Linked DNA regions of Anser cygnoides: all the other regions are linked to region 2. Evidence: chromatin contacts called from public Hi-C data. All regions are on one chromosome and are shown on one strand. Each heading gives the region's core, a stretch centred on a gene start, on an enhancer-like site or on the middle of the called end of the contact. The rest is flanking DNA. Distances are from core to core; before and after follow the strand shown.

Region 1 (4,975 bases), core at 675-3,174, 210 kb after region 2:
CCTCTGTAGACTTCGGAAGTAGATAATAGCTATTGTTCTGACATTCTAAACATCTATCAAATAAGCTGATACTCTGATTATGTTTTTCAGACTTCAGATATTATGGTGGCAAAGCACAGTGGTCGCAAGGCAAGAGACAGAATTCATACAAAAATACTTAATTGGGAGAGGGAAGCACAGACAAATGCACAGGCAGGAAGGAAGAAGTGATGTGGTAAAAGACGATGTAGTTGAAGACTCTCAGGCCACATTTTTCTTGAAGTAGATCAGAACAGTTACTATCCCCCTGGAGTTCCTGTGCAGTCTTCTCTTTCCAGTTTCTGTACATCAGCATACAAGAGTGGTATTAATTAATGAAGCTGAGGTAGATTAATCCTCACTGTTTCTATGCAGTTAAAATAAATGGAACATACAATAAGCAAATGACAAAAAACTTGGGGAGAGTAAATGTATAATATTTTTTAAAATATGTTCTCAGATGATAATGCTGAAAGGAACTTCATGTAAAATAGTTTTTAGTGGTTTTTCTCTAGAGAGAATAAAAACAGGAACAAGCATACGGGTGGTAAATTTAAAGAACGTTCTGTTGTTCATGGTCAGAAGTTGGAGGAAATTGAGTAGTGTATCTCTGAAGATCAGCAAGTTTTGTTGTCCTGTGACAAAGAAAGAAAGGTTATGGATTTGATGCATCTTCTTGCAAGCGTGATAGTTCTTCTAATAAAAACTTCTTGGCCTATTTGTCCTGTGTTTCATGATGGCTTCTTTAGGAAATAGCAGAATTTCTTTTTCTCATTAGTCTTTTGAATCTTGGATTACAGATCAGAAGCTGTACTTTTCAAAACTTGAGGATAAAAACTCAGAACTGCTGTCTGTGGGTTTGTTTGCAATAAGTTTGTCCTTGTCTGTACAATCTCTCATTGAGTTTGATTTAATATATTTTGATTTACATCATGCAGTGTTAACGACTAGGACTCTCTTTGCCTGTATCTTGCATGTTTGCCATTAGGACAACACAAAATTTTAAGTATTGTTCATCTGCAGCTGTACACCAGAATCCTGAGTATTTGTATCTGTATCTTGTTCTTGCAATCCATTGGGACAGCCTCTTTGTAAGTTTGCAGGTGCCAGCAAGCTTAAGCAACGTCTGTATTTCCAGTCAACTGGGTATAGAGCTCTTTGTTTTCTATCCAGCTTACAAAGCAAGAAGGTAAAGGGGTGAAATGCATCAGGTTATTAAGTCTTGGTTTCCTTACGGCTTAGAAAAATGTCTCTGCAGTATCAAAAATGTACCAAGCTGGTCAATGAACACTGTTTACATAGGCTTTTTTTTTCTGTCCTATTTTGGTGGGAATCTTAGGTAAATTTAATCTACATTCTATTCTTAAATATTTCCTTTCCTTCAGTTTTTCTTATATAGTGCTACTTTGTACTAATGATCAAGTTCTATGTTCATTTTTACATAGCTGCATTTCAGTCATGAATGGATTTGCCTTTTGTTTGCTTATTTTGACGTTTTAGTTAATGTTTAAACTCTCAAATCCTTGCAGAAAAAAGCACTGTTACAGGTAGCTCTGAATTATGTTCACACCCTAAGTAAGCTCTGTACAAGAGGAAGTGTTTGCTCTCATTCTGTATGAAACTTCTGGTTTGGTTTCACTGCATTATAAATATGCTCATAGGTTTTGTTTCAGAAGACTAAAGCTTTTTGATGTGTTCAGTTATATTTTTCATAAGTGTTATAATTAGCTATGTTTTAAGGACAATTATGTTTATAGTGTACATTTCACATTCCTTCTATCACAGTGCTCAGTCTTGCAGTTTCAAGTTGTTCAGCTGTCATTTTTACAGGTGACAGGCACTCTTGCAAGTTATGTCATGTTAATATTCAGTATTTTGAAACTTTTCCTCTTATGTATCCATTAATTATGCAATTGTAACAGTCATTTAAAGAGCAGTAGTCCTATTTCCAAGTCCTACAACATTAATACTAAGGGGTCTTCTGTTTGCTTATACCCTGATATGACCATGCCGAAATATCATTCAGGCCTAATAATGTGGAGTTGTGCTGATAGAGGTAAATTACTTCTAATACCTAATCTGGCATTGATACCTGTACCATGCCATGTTTGCAGCATTTAAAAAAAAAAAAAAGCATCTAATTGCTCTGAGTTCCTTACTTGTAGTGTCAGCTGGGGTGTTATTTGAATAGGATGTGAGGCAGCATACTCCTCCCTCTGTATCCAGCTTGTGCTTGTCCACTTTTGAGGAAGGCTGAGGCACAAGCCTGCCTACTCCCTCCCTTGTGTTCTTTACTATTTTTTTTTCCTTTTCTCTACCTGGATTATAGTAGGATATTGGAAGCCTGACCCCTTTTCCCCTTCCATATCTGAACCCAATATTTAGCTAGGTCTCTCAAAGTTCCCTGAGATGTGGGCAGGATAGTGAAGCTTTATTTCACTTTTTTTTTTTTTTTTTTATTTGGTACCGTGGGCTTTAGCAATATCTACAGTGGTGATCAACAGCTGGTTTCCAAGGCTCTGGTAAGTTTTCAGGAGACCCATGTTGCCCACTATACCATGCCAGGAGAAGCAAGTAATTGGTTTAATGAGTTCTGGAAGTGAAACCTAGCACTATAGGCATGGTTTTGCTGATGTGTACTCAAGCTGAGTATGGAACTGTGTATAAGGAAACCTGAATTTGTGTTGGCACTTGCAAATTTTGATATCCCTGTAGATTAACAAGAATTAATCTTTAAGGCAGTGAGAAACTATGTTAAATGCGTGAGTTATGTGGGAAGAAATACCAAAGGTGAATGTTTCAGATATTATGTTTCATGGGGACAGTTTCTTTAATACTTATTTACAAGTGTCTATATTAAGATTGTGTTTTTCTTTGAATTTGTAGTTTTGAACGTGCCGTCAGTGCAAGTAAAGAGATTAAGTATAAAAATCTTCTGGAATCTGCAGTTTGTAAAGAGCCAGCAGATGGGGATCTTGTTACGTTTTACTTGTCTCTCTACTTCAGAATGTGTATTAGGAAAGCTGTGTCCATAGGCGTGTGATATATTTAGTTTGATGGAAATTTTATGTTCCAACCATGACTTAATTCTTACAGATGGGCTAAAACATTTTCTCAAGGCGAAACAGATATGCCAGTGAGACATGCTTATGAGTAATTTCTTCATGTTTGTTTATTCGAGATTCTCTCCTCTAAAAGAAGCAGACAAATGCAGAAGCTTTGTTCAATTATTTTTATCTTACAATATACATGCTATGTGTGAAGATCTTGCCTTTTTACATAAGAAGCTGCTTATCTGGCTAAATAAAAAGTATGTTTGCTCTCCTTCCAAGTAAGATTTGTCTAAGACCAAGCAAGCAGATGCTAGAAAGCTGCATCTTTAATATGAAACTTGAGAGAACAGGTTTTAGTAATATGTGGTTAGGTTTGGACAAAAATCTGGCCCTTCTGACTGTAGGAAAATTCTACTGTATTTTTGTAGCATTACAGATTATGCCTCAAAAACATTGTTAAACGTCAGTGTGTGGCTGTGCTATACCGGGAGGAACCAGTGAGTTTCCCTTACTTTGTTCCTAGTAGGAAATTATTTACTAATCTCTTTTATTAGCAGCAAATTGCTTCCTTCTCCCATGCTAGTTCAGTTTTTGCTGAGGCAGGTCAGAGAGCTAGCGTCAGGCCTGACCATTCTTCACTCACCTGCTGTGGAAGGAAAAATAAATAATCTTACATAACATCTTGTGCTTTCTGGAGCCTGACTCAATAGCAGAAAGCTAAAGGGAGTGAATGGGTGGTATACATTTGGAAAGAGTGGAGTTGCAGTCCATCCTTAGTGGTCTTTGCAGAGCCTGTTTATAGAGAAAAAGTGACTGCCTTTTGAGTTCCCTTTCAAAATAGCAAGTGCAGAACTAAGAGTATATCTAATTTTCTTCATTCCTTTTTCCAATTTAAAAATACTACAGGTAGCCTGTTGGCTGGTTTGGATATTTATCTATAGTCCTTAATCTCTCGATGATAGGAGCATGAATTCTTTTCTTTCTTGTTTTAAATGAATGAAACTTTAATTGCTAGGTAACCTGAATGTTGTTTGGAAAAGTCCATTGATAAAAGTGCAGACTTTCAGTGAAAGACAACAAATCTTTGCCTTCTAGTAAGATGATTTTGTGTAAAATGAAATTTTGGTTAAGATATGTATGATTTAGAATGCTACAGAAAGTCATTGTATTACTATGTTTCTTTTCAGCTTTTTTTTTTTTTTTTTACCTCTAAGTCTTTTCTAACTAAACTTATCTAATTTACTGCTAGTAATAGTTACTTTGCATCCATATATGTTGCTCATGTTTACTGGTGCTAGATGGGAAGATATGCTTCCAGTTGTTATATTTCACAATTCCCTGCTGTTGTGATGAAAGCTGGGCTGGTGTGCTTCATGAAAAGCTTGTGTATGTCTTCCTAGAAGTGACTAGTTTATATTGTACATCCAACGGTTGTCTTTCACTTCATAAACACTTAATTCATCTCAGTGTCTTTTGGCATATCTTACAGTCTAATTTTCTGCCGGATGGAAAGAATGAAAGGCATTTTAATGGTCTGACTTGATTTTAATACTATGTAGCTAGTCACAGGAAGGTGGATTGACTAACAGGAGTCTTTAATTACTTTAATACATACAGAATTGACACCCGAGTATATGCTGAAAGGTGTTTTGCTACCGTTTTGGATCCTTTGCTGTATCAACCTGTTTAACAAACTTTTAGAGTTCTTGCGTTGTTTTTGTTGTTCTGTGCTGCTGTTCTCTTCTTTCCTTGTTCTGTGACTGGGAGGCATCTCTTGTCCAGGTTCATGAATGACAGGTATCTTCTGCTACTTGAAATCTCTTGTGCAAACGCTTTATGTTAACAGCTTTTTCAAAGCATCCTTGTGTCCTTTTTTTCTGTACTGGACAGAGTACTTGTTTATT
Region 2 (4,437 bases), core at 420-2,919:
GGTGGCTCCTGGGGAGGACGAGGTCACCGGTCCCTGCTCTGCCCTCTGTCACTGGCCTCCAAACCCACATAATTCCTGCTTTTGTTCCTTTACCACCTGTCCTGAGTGGGACAAACAGAGTCCCCATCTCACAGGGAAGGGTCACAGTCTGCTCACACACCTTTCCTCCTGCAAGAGCTGGCACAATGGGAGCATGACTGACACCCTGTGCTGGGATGGCAGCATGCTGAGACTGCAGACACGGCTGCTCCTTGCTCATACACGACACAGATAGCTCCCCCTTGCTCTGGAAACAAACCATTTCTCCCCCAGAGGTAAGACCACCCAGCTCATCTCCAGATAAGCAGAATGACATTTGGGTACTTAATCAAATTAACTCTCGTTAATTAAACAACACCTTTCTGCTTTCTTCACAGACTTTCCCCCTCAAGTTGCAGTGGGAAGCTGGCACATGTGAGGATGCCAGGCGGACACGAGGACCTCGAGGTTGTATTTTTGTGAATGAACACCCCATTGAAGACATTATCACTGCAGTAAAAGAAGAAATGAGCAGGCATTTCCCTCTACCACCCTCTCTGCGCCTTCCGTTTCCTCTCCCGCAACGGCCCACCACCAGGTGCTTGCCAACACACACGTGCTCAGCAGAGCACTTTGCTTTTGCTTGGCTCTGGCCACAATCCGCATCCCGTGGGACGTCAGCGTGTGCCTGAGCACTTTGTTGGTTCAGCAGAGCGCTGAACGCAGCCTCACCTGAGTACTGCGTGCAGTTTTGGGCACCACAGTATAAGAACATAAAACTACTAGGAAGTGTCCAAAGCAGGGCTACAAAGATGGTGAAGGGTCTAGAGTAGAAGACACATGAGGAGTAGCTGAGGTCACTTGGTTTGTTTGTCCCAGAGAAGAGGCCTCTGAGGGGAGGCCTCATGGCGGCCTGCAGCCCCCTCACGAGGGGAGCGGAGGGGCAGGCGCTGAGCTCTGCTCTCTGGGGACAGCGACAGGACCCGAGGGAACGGCACGGAGCTGGGACAGGGGAGGGTCAGGCTGGGTGTTAGGGAAAGGGTCTGCACCCAGAGGGTGGTCAGGCACTGGGACAGGCTCACCCGGGAAGCGGCCAAAGCACCGAGCCTGTCAGAGTTCAAGAAACGTTTGCACAACACTCTCAGACACATGGTCTGATTTTTGGGTGGTCCTGTGTGGAGCTAGGCTTTGGACTCGTTGATCCATGTAGGTCCCTTCCAGTTCAGGATATTCTGTGATTCGTCTACATGCAGACTTACAGGTGCTCGATGGTCACTGGGACTAGTTAGGGCAATGTGGACTTTGCTCCAGAACGAGCAATTTAAACAGAAACCAAGCAGGCCTGGCTTGGGCAAACAGGCTGGCTTGCACAGCCCTGCGAGCAGCATGAGCTACAGCAACCTGAGCTTATGCAGCTGCAGGAGTCACCCAGCACCTCCTCTGCACCCTCACACGTGGTTTTCCTCTCAGAAAAGTGAATGCACTCTGCCCTAACATTAAAGATTAAAAGCAGCTGCACCTCATCACAGCCAGAAGATTTATCGGGAGCCGATGTCAAAAATGATCGCTTATTGGGGAATAAACTAGAATGCTGGCACTGTGTATTTTCAAGGCATATAAATCACAACTTGCGTGGGAATAATCCACCTTTCAGTGGAAATGGAGAGAGGGGTGAGGTTTAGGGATTTCTGAGATGATTCAAATAAAAATGCTGGACAGAGCCTGCAGAGCACTGTGGTACAGATTGCCCAGGGCTTGAAAGCATCCTGGTAGAGCCAAGATATTTATCAAGTACAGCCCTCGGGACTGGAGTCTGGCAACACAGCCAAGTGGGGCTAATCTTTTGGTTGAAATACTGCTGCAAATAATCTGCAGATAATAATAAATTCATTTTTCCCCCTACAAAGTGAATTGGCCAGAGGCTCAGGGATGAAGTGGTGTGAAAACAAGAGAAAGGGAGGAGGCTGGCACACGACCAGAGGTGCTCTGACCTGCACCAGCGATGGGCACCAGGTCAGGGATGTTGACAGCGTCGCAACCTCTTCATGTTTGCTCTGGGTTCACCTTCATGGCACAATCCAGCACAGCGGGCCGCCTAAAGGTTCTTTCACGTGCCACCCAAAAAGAGCTGGGGACATGGCTATCAGAGGACCCTGCACCACGCCGCCCCAAATCAATGTGGTCTGCAGGTCTGGCACACATCTGCAGCCCCGGGGGAGGACTGGGTGATGGGCAGTCCCATGCCATAAGGAACAACCTCTCCAGTCCTTTAAAATTGTTGCATCATGGTTTAAAATCAAAGGCACACAGGGTGATCACTGCAGCCATCGCCTGCCCTTTATAACCGCTGCCCACTGAGATCCTCATGATCCAAAATGCCAGGCATATAAAACCTTACACAAAAAGAAAGCAAAGAGGCAGATCTTCCCTTTCTATAAGGTACTGTATCCATGGGAACAGGATGCAGTTTGATAGCCACAAAATAGTGACAGACAGGAGACCTGCAGTGCAGGGGCAGAGGTCAGCAGAGCACCCTGACCACAGCGGGGCACAGGTGGCACCTGCTAGGCACCCAGGGTGCTGGGGATACCCTCCTCTGCACCCCACACGTCACAACTTCATCATATACGGGAGAGCTGTGGTGCAGACAGAAAAGTTAAAGAGCTGCTGTGGTCCTCAGAGAAAGGAGAGAGAGTGGAACAAAGGCGGCCTGGGCAGCAAGCGATGCTGCAGAGGGGTACAGAAGAGCCCAGCAGGAGGCCCTGGAACTGCAAAAGTGGGGAGGAAAACGCTGCTGCTTCTAGTTAAGGATGATGTCAGGCTTCTATCTCATTTTATTTTTTTATTCTGAAATAAATACATCTCGTAAGAAAAGAAGAAGGGAAAAAAAATACTCTCAATTACTTCTTCCCTTAGTGGAGGGCTATTGACCTGGGTGGCTGTTTGCCTGCTCACACAGCGCTCCCACCACGCACGCACCGGTTCTGCATCATTAACAAGCTAACAGCAGGGAGGAACAAGGCTATTTAATTTCTTAGCATACCTTGAATAGCCCATGGGGCTAACTCATGTTTGGGAAAATGAATACACAATGCTGACAAATAGCATTTATAAGGCAGAACAAGGGCTCACAAGCAGGGCTCTCTGCACTGGAAACCACCAACCTGCACACAGCATTCCCACTCCTCACCCTGCACAGTGACACTTGGCTGAAACCCACCTAAACACAGGTCTCTTTGGGGCTGGTCAGTGTGGATGCAAGGGCTCAGGTCCCCAGCCCTGCTTCTGTGGAGACAGCAGCAAGGTTTGACTGGAGTTCACTCTCCCTGGGCCTGCTACAGCAGCAGCTTCATGCATCAGAGCAGGGCTCGGTTGCTCCAAAACTTGCCCAAACCTCCCCACCCCACAGCAACAGCTTCACAAGCTTCCAGCCCAGCAGCATGCCCAGTCTGCACCCCTGCAGGTTTGGGGTTCCTTCCTTACCTTTACCTCCCCAGTGGCTCTCCATGTCCACTAGCAGTGCAGGTGCAAGAGAACAGCACTGGAGGGCATTTCAGCCACATTTTTATATATCTACATAGATACTTCTTCCACTGCGCGGAAAGGAGCTCTGGAGCTATAAGCTGCTAGAGCAGCAAATGAAGCAGAGCGTGCCCCAGCACAGCCTCGTTATTCCCAGCTGCTTAATTATTGCTCACAACTGGTCTCTAATGATCCTCTTGTATCCTCACCTCACAATTCAATGAGGTTTTTTAGGCCTCTCCTAACTAACAGCAGCCTGAGCTGCTCACTGCAGGGCCCTATTCCCCCCAGGGTGCGGGGACACCTCTGTGACAAGGGGCAGGACGCAGAGCCTGTGTGCTGGGAGAGGGGAGCTTCCATTGCCCAGGAGATACCAGCCAGAAGATGCCTCCTGGGATGTCCTCGCTGGCGTTACACAGAGGGGCTGTGACTGAAAACAAACCCAAACATGTAATCCTGGGATTCTCTGATTCCAGGAAGAAGCTGCAGAGTTCAGCAGGGGCAGGGAGCACAGCAAGCTGGGTGTGGATCAGGCAGCACTGGAGTTTTTTTTAACGTTTAATCCCAGTAATTTGCTCTAACATTATGGTTCAAGCACCCACGGCCATGTGCACAAAGGGTCTGATACCAGTGTCGGTCATGCAAAACATGAGATTTTTTTCTTCAAAGGGTGCAAATGGTTCTCTATGAAGCATCACAAGAGCAATTACCTTCCTGCATCCCCGTGAGCAGTTTGGCTCATCCTGCTGGGGTACAGAAGTGGAGGTGTGAGTTTAAGCACTCCAGTCCTGTAGGTGTTAAACTTCTAATTTAAATGCTAGCTTATCCCCAACCTTTGCTTTTCATTTACTGCAATCCAAGAGACGGACACAGGACAGTGCGAGGCTGGCACAGAAA
Region 3 (4,904 bases), core at 2,046-4,545, 190 kb after region 2:
TATTGAGTGGAGGCGATAAAAATGTTTGTGCAGGGCATAAATGAACTTTGAACAAATATTAATAGAACTATCTTGGCAACACGAAGGGCAATGATTGGACCCGTAACTTAACACCTGCTCCCACAGAGGAGCAGGCATCCAGCCGCTAGCCACCCGACCATCATCTCCTCGTGCTCCAGGGAGGGGTGGGTGTACACAGGAACACCCAGCGACTGGCATGTGAAGCAAGAGGATCAGAGTGAAAGACGCTGGAATCTGAACATCTCAGCCTTGTAGGAAAAGGATGCAGCTGTTGGTCCAACCAAGTCCCAAGCCCAGCTTTCATGCCAGGGAGAGTGCCTCAGCAAGTGGATGCTGGCGCATAAGGAAGGAACACATTCAAATCTCTTCAATATTTTATCTCAGTATCCTTAACCAATATATTCTTGGTGATGTGAGAAACACCTGCATTTTGAACTGACTAAGCTGTGTCATGCATTTTCTGGTTGAAGAACACTCATAAAAACTTGAGAGCAGCGGATAATGCAGACCCAGCACTCATCACCCAGAAGGACAGACAGAAAGTCTGTGGCAGGATCAGAGGTGTGACATATCCTACAATATCATGAAAATTACAGCATCAGCTAGAGAAGCAGGCAGACAGATTAAAGGAAGGTCTGGCTCATTAGCTGGGGGAGCTGTTACTCCACAGTGACCTGACCTGGAGTCTGGCTAGTTCTTGCAAACTTTCTGCATAATATCTCTCAGAGAGACTGTTTCCTGCCTGGAAGTCTTTGTCTGGCTCCTTATTAGCTAGCGTCCCAATTACCACAAGGTATTTTCCTCATCTTGACAGCTCCAGTTGACCCCTGGTATCAATGAAGAATGCTGCTGCATAGAGTGCTTTTCATCATCATTTTTCTTTTGCAACCCTCTATTTTTTGTTTTTAAACTCTTCAACATGACACATTTTTACCTTCACTTGTAAGGCTTTGCTGGCACATCCTCTCCCCATCTCTTATTTGTTACTGAAACTACTCCGATCAGTCAGCGATGTCGGTCTCCATCATTAAATTGCTATCTTTTTCAAAAATGTGCTCTTGATCTCTGCTATGCTGCCCTTCATATTTTTGTCTTGGCAACACAACTTCTGCAAAGTTCATTCGCATCCCTCCTACATATTCTCCTTTTAGGTTGTGCTAGCACAAAATTGGGTAACAGACTCCTGTGATACTGATACTCTGCACATCACGCTAGCCAATATCATCTCAGTGTGTCCTTGCACTCCTGCCTCTGCTCGCAGCTAGCGTTTCTTCCCTGAGAGTATAAGGCCATTTGTGGCAGAGAACAGCAGCCCCCTCTGTTTTGTCAGTGACCAAATAAATGCAAAGTTCCATTTCATGATTGGGTTTATGAAAGCACTAGCAATAAATAGCATACATGGTAAGGAGTGGGCTGGGTTTGATGGAAAACCAGATGACATAAATAATTGCATATTATCATCAAGCACAGAAAGAAATAGATTGGTTGCTGATACTCTGCCAAGTTGAACAACTCTTCTCCAGGTACGGAAGAAGGTTCAGTTATTGGCAACATACATCCTGATGTTTCTTATTGCAGAAAAACGTTTTTAAAAAGAGTCACAATACTGGCAGTTATTACCCTGTTGTGTGAAATGCATACTTAAGTATTTCTCTTTCAATTTCATATGCAATTATTCAAAGTTTTACTTCCAATTTTAGAAGTAGCATAAGTTATCACACACAACCGATATTCAAACTGCATGCAAAGATCGTCATGCCCTTCATTCAACCCACTTTTTCTATTATGTCTCCCTGTCTCTTAAAGTAGCATAAGAAAAACTTTTCAGCTCAAGTTTATGGCTGTAAGGTAGATGGCAGAGTACATTCTGCCATCTGGTGAGCACAGTGGGAAGTGCTCACATGGTCAGCATGTAAACGGATAAAATTGTGCCCATCTATTCCTGGGCTATTTTAAACACAGAAAAGAATGCAGTCAGAATAGCAGGCGGATCTAAGGAAGGATTTAAACCAAAGGCAAGAAAGTTCACTACAGCATTGCAGTGTGGTGGGAAGGGAAAACTGAAATACTTGTGAAATTTTGTAGAGGAAGAATTAGGCTGTGACAAATGGAAAAATAATCAGATGTAAATACAGAAAATAAAGTCTATATTTCTTGGTTGATTTAGCAGTTGTACTTTGCCCTTTGGCACTGTGTGTTTGGTAAATATTTTGAGCAAGACATTCATATCACTTTCTTTCTGAGAAGACTAGCATGATCCTAATCATTTAATGTTGTGGCTAAAGTTTGTGTTTTACATGCAAACAGGGAAACTTCATGAAGCAAAAATAAACAAACTATTTAAGATCTCAGCAATAAGGGTTTGACATAACCTAGCTTCTCGTTTGAGCTTCAAATGTCCCTCACTCCCCCTCGCAGGCTGTGAGTCAGCGGGGAAGGAGGATACTTAGATTAGAAACACCAAACTGTGGAACAATGATTACACAAATGTTATTTTGGTTGCACTTGAGATGTTCCTGCAGTTAAAAATCTGCTAAATTAGGAGGATTGCAGTGATCAGAACATCAGCTGATAGCTGTGAAGTTTTGACTTGATGACCCCAAATGGGGGAATCAAAACAAGTTTTTATACCACCCAAAACCATGACTCAAATATGAGCCCTTATCACAAATAAGCACAATCTAGAACAATTATTTCACTTTTTTGGCAGCACTGGCATGGCGACCCTTCTCTATACTACTTCTCCAGTAGTTAACTGGTTATCCATTAATTGAAAGATGACAACTGACAACGTGAATCAGATAAAACAGGCCCACGAAGCCTGAAGTTTCAGGCCACATCATCATCTAAATCATTATTAAGCCGGTATTATCACTGGAGGCATATAACACCGCCAATGTCACTGCAATGCTAACCGTTTTGCCTTAAAAAGATCTTTATAACTCTCAGCACTCTTTGGTACATGAAAACGTACAAGCTCAAGTGAGAAACAAAAGCTTCTCAGTGACAGTTCTATTATTTGATCCAATATTGAATTCCAAGCATCCTCATCCTTTAGAGATGCTGAGAAAATAATGTTGTTTTCTCAAAGCCATCAGTCCCAACAGGAGATGCTTTGCAGAAACAACTGGAGCGGAGATGTTTGCAGCCAAGACTGCTGTTTGAATTCCTGCATTATGTACCAGCGCAACATGTGACGGTTATTTCATCCTTTATTCCAGCTACACAAGGACCCTTTTATCTTCTGTTTACCAGGGTGGGAATAAATACAAAGAGTTAATATGTAACCACCCTTTTGTGGCTGCCTTTATTTTTAGGGAAAGAAACGCTGGATTGAGGGTCATTCGGGAAACTGGTGGACCAGCAGCAATGTACTCCCTGGTGCTGGTCGTGTGTGCGGCTGCTCTGACCCACTCTGCTCTTGCAGCAAGAGGTAAGCGTCTTCCACTTTCCAATAGCCACCGCTACCATGGGGCGTGAGGGAGGGAATCTGGAGAAAGCGACGGAACTATAAAGCCTTTGGATAGTTCTGGTCAAGTGTTTTTGAATGGGAGTTCTCTGAAAGCTGTTTCTTGTCTTTTTTCACTTCCTTTCCTTCATCTCTACAGCGAGGGGAATTTCTGACCCCACCAAACCAACTTAGATTAAAAATGAAATGCTTTAGTTTGTTTCTAAGTCCCCCTCGCCCCATTTTTTCCCCTATATCATTTACCATAATTGCCTCACTTTGAAGAACACCTCATAAATCCAAGGAAAAGCACTTTTTTTCCTCTTAAGTCTAACTGGAGCCACGATAGAGCTGCCAGAGAGAAGGGAAAGAATACATTTTTTCCTTGCCGATGCTTACTGCAGCCCTCCCTTGCCTCAGTAAGTCAGGTACCTGTAGACACCAGAAGAACACTTAGCTCAGCATAGGGACATCCAACAGCTGGCTATAATACAGGAACTTGTGCTTCCAGTTTAGAGGTAAGAATATCTCAAACTTCCTGCCCACTTATTTTTCATTTTTTTTTTATAAAGTGTCTCCTCTCTTCCAGTCTGTTCCAAGCCACCAGAAGTGCTCTTCGCCACAATCAATGTGGTCAAAACCGTGTACGACGTGGGTGAGGAAATCGAGTACACCTGCAGGCCGGGGTTTGTCCCCAACAATGGCCAGAGGAAATACACCTGCCAGCCCACCGGCAAGTGGCCTCTCAACACGCTCCTGTGCCTGCGTAAGTAAAACAAAGTAGAACTTACCCCCAAATTTTGCACCACCTTGTTGACATACCATGTGCTGAGCTGAAAAGGGTATTTTATAGTCCATGTGATGGATCTGATATGTTAAAACTGATATGTTTTTGTTCTCTGGTTGTTCTTTCCTTGCATTTCTAAGTTTTCTATATAAAAGCAAACGCAGAAGCCATCTTGCTCCCTGCAAAGCCGCTGCCTCCTGCCAAGGAGTTGTGTGCTTTGCTGTATTTTGGGTGCTTTTTTGTTATTGCTTTCCTGAGTCAAAATAGGTAAAAAACTTAGATTGCTCTAAGCTTTCTCCTGAAAAATAAATAGTCATCAGAAGACAAACTGGGTGTGGAGGTGAAAAGAGAAAGGTGGAAAAAAGGTGGAAAAGAGAGGTGGAAAGAGGTGAAAGCAACAGGAGAAGGAGCTTACCATAACTTTCCCTTATGCCTCTGCTGCCAGAGAGTGATACAGACTGGATCCAGACAAAGCAAACCTTAATCTGGCTCAGCCCAGCAGTGCTTGTACTCTAAGTGATGCAGATTGGTTGGTAACATTATCTGCCTTTATTGTATCCATTGCCACTCATTTTTATCATTTAATTGCAGACAATCATTAAAAGTGAATTAATCATGAAATTTTTGAAGCTACCTTTACTATGTTTT

Evidence for each region. A called contact is a pair of places that touch in the nucleus more often than the background predicts.
Region 1: a Hi-C map of liver shows a contact between it and region 2, with 3 times the contacts expected there. The contact joins two enhancer-like sites. A contact is called at or near these places in 2 of 7 Hi-C or Micro-C datasets (both in liver).
Region 3: a Hi-C map of liver shows a contact between it and region 2, with 5 times the contacts expected there. The contact joins the promoter of APOH here to the enhancer-like site in region 2. A contact is called at or near these places in 4 of 7 Hi-C or Micro-C datasets (granulosa cells and liver).

Annotation. Positions count from the first base shown.
Region 1 is chr19:9,825,522-9,830,496 of Taihu_goose_T2T_genome, forward strand. It overlaps CEP112 (centrosomal protein 112), which reads left to right. Exons shown (of 26, transcript XM_048064340.2): 5 at 91-129. Among named protein-coding and RNA genes, the nearest start is that of CEP112, 6.4 kb to the left of the region's middle. Within about 2 kb of position 1,925, at least 1 of the 3 cell types and tissues checked has open chromatin away from gene starts, as enhancers often do. A contact at or near this core is called in liver, where this site is marked.
Region 2 is chr19:9,614,967-9,619,403 of Taihu_goose_T2T_genome, forward strand. It overlaps CACNG5 (calcium voltage-gated channel auxiliary subunit gamma 5), which reads right to left. Exons shown (of 7, transcript XM_066980342.1): 7 at 4,413-4,437. Among named protein-coding and RNA genes, the nearest start is that of CACNG5, 21 kb to the right of the region's middle. Within about 2 kb of position 1,670, at least 2 of the 3 cell types and tissues checked have open chromatin away from gene starts, as enhancers often do. A contact at or near this core is called in liver, where this site is marked.
Region 3 is chr19:9,807,482-9,812,385 of Taihu_goose_T2T_genome, forward strand. It overlaps APOH (apolipoprotein H), which reads left to right and starts at 3,296. Exons shown (of 8, transcript XM_013178943.3): 1 at 3,296-3,454; 2 at 4,059-4,235. The coding sequence starts at 3,391.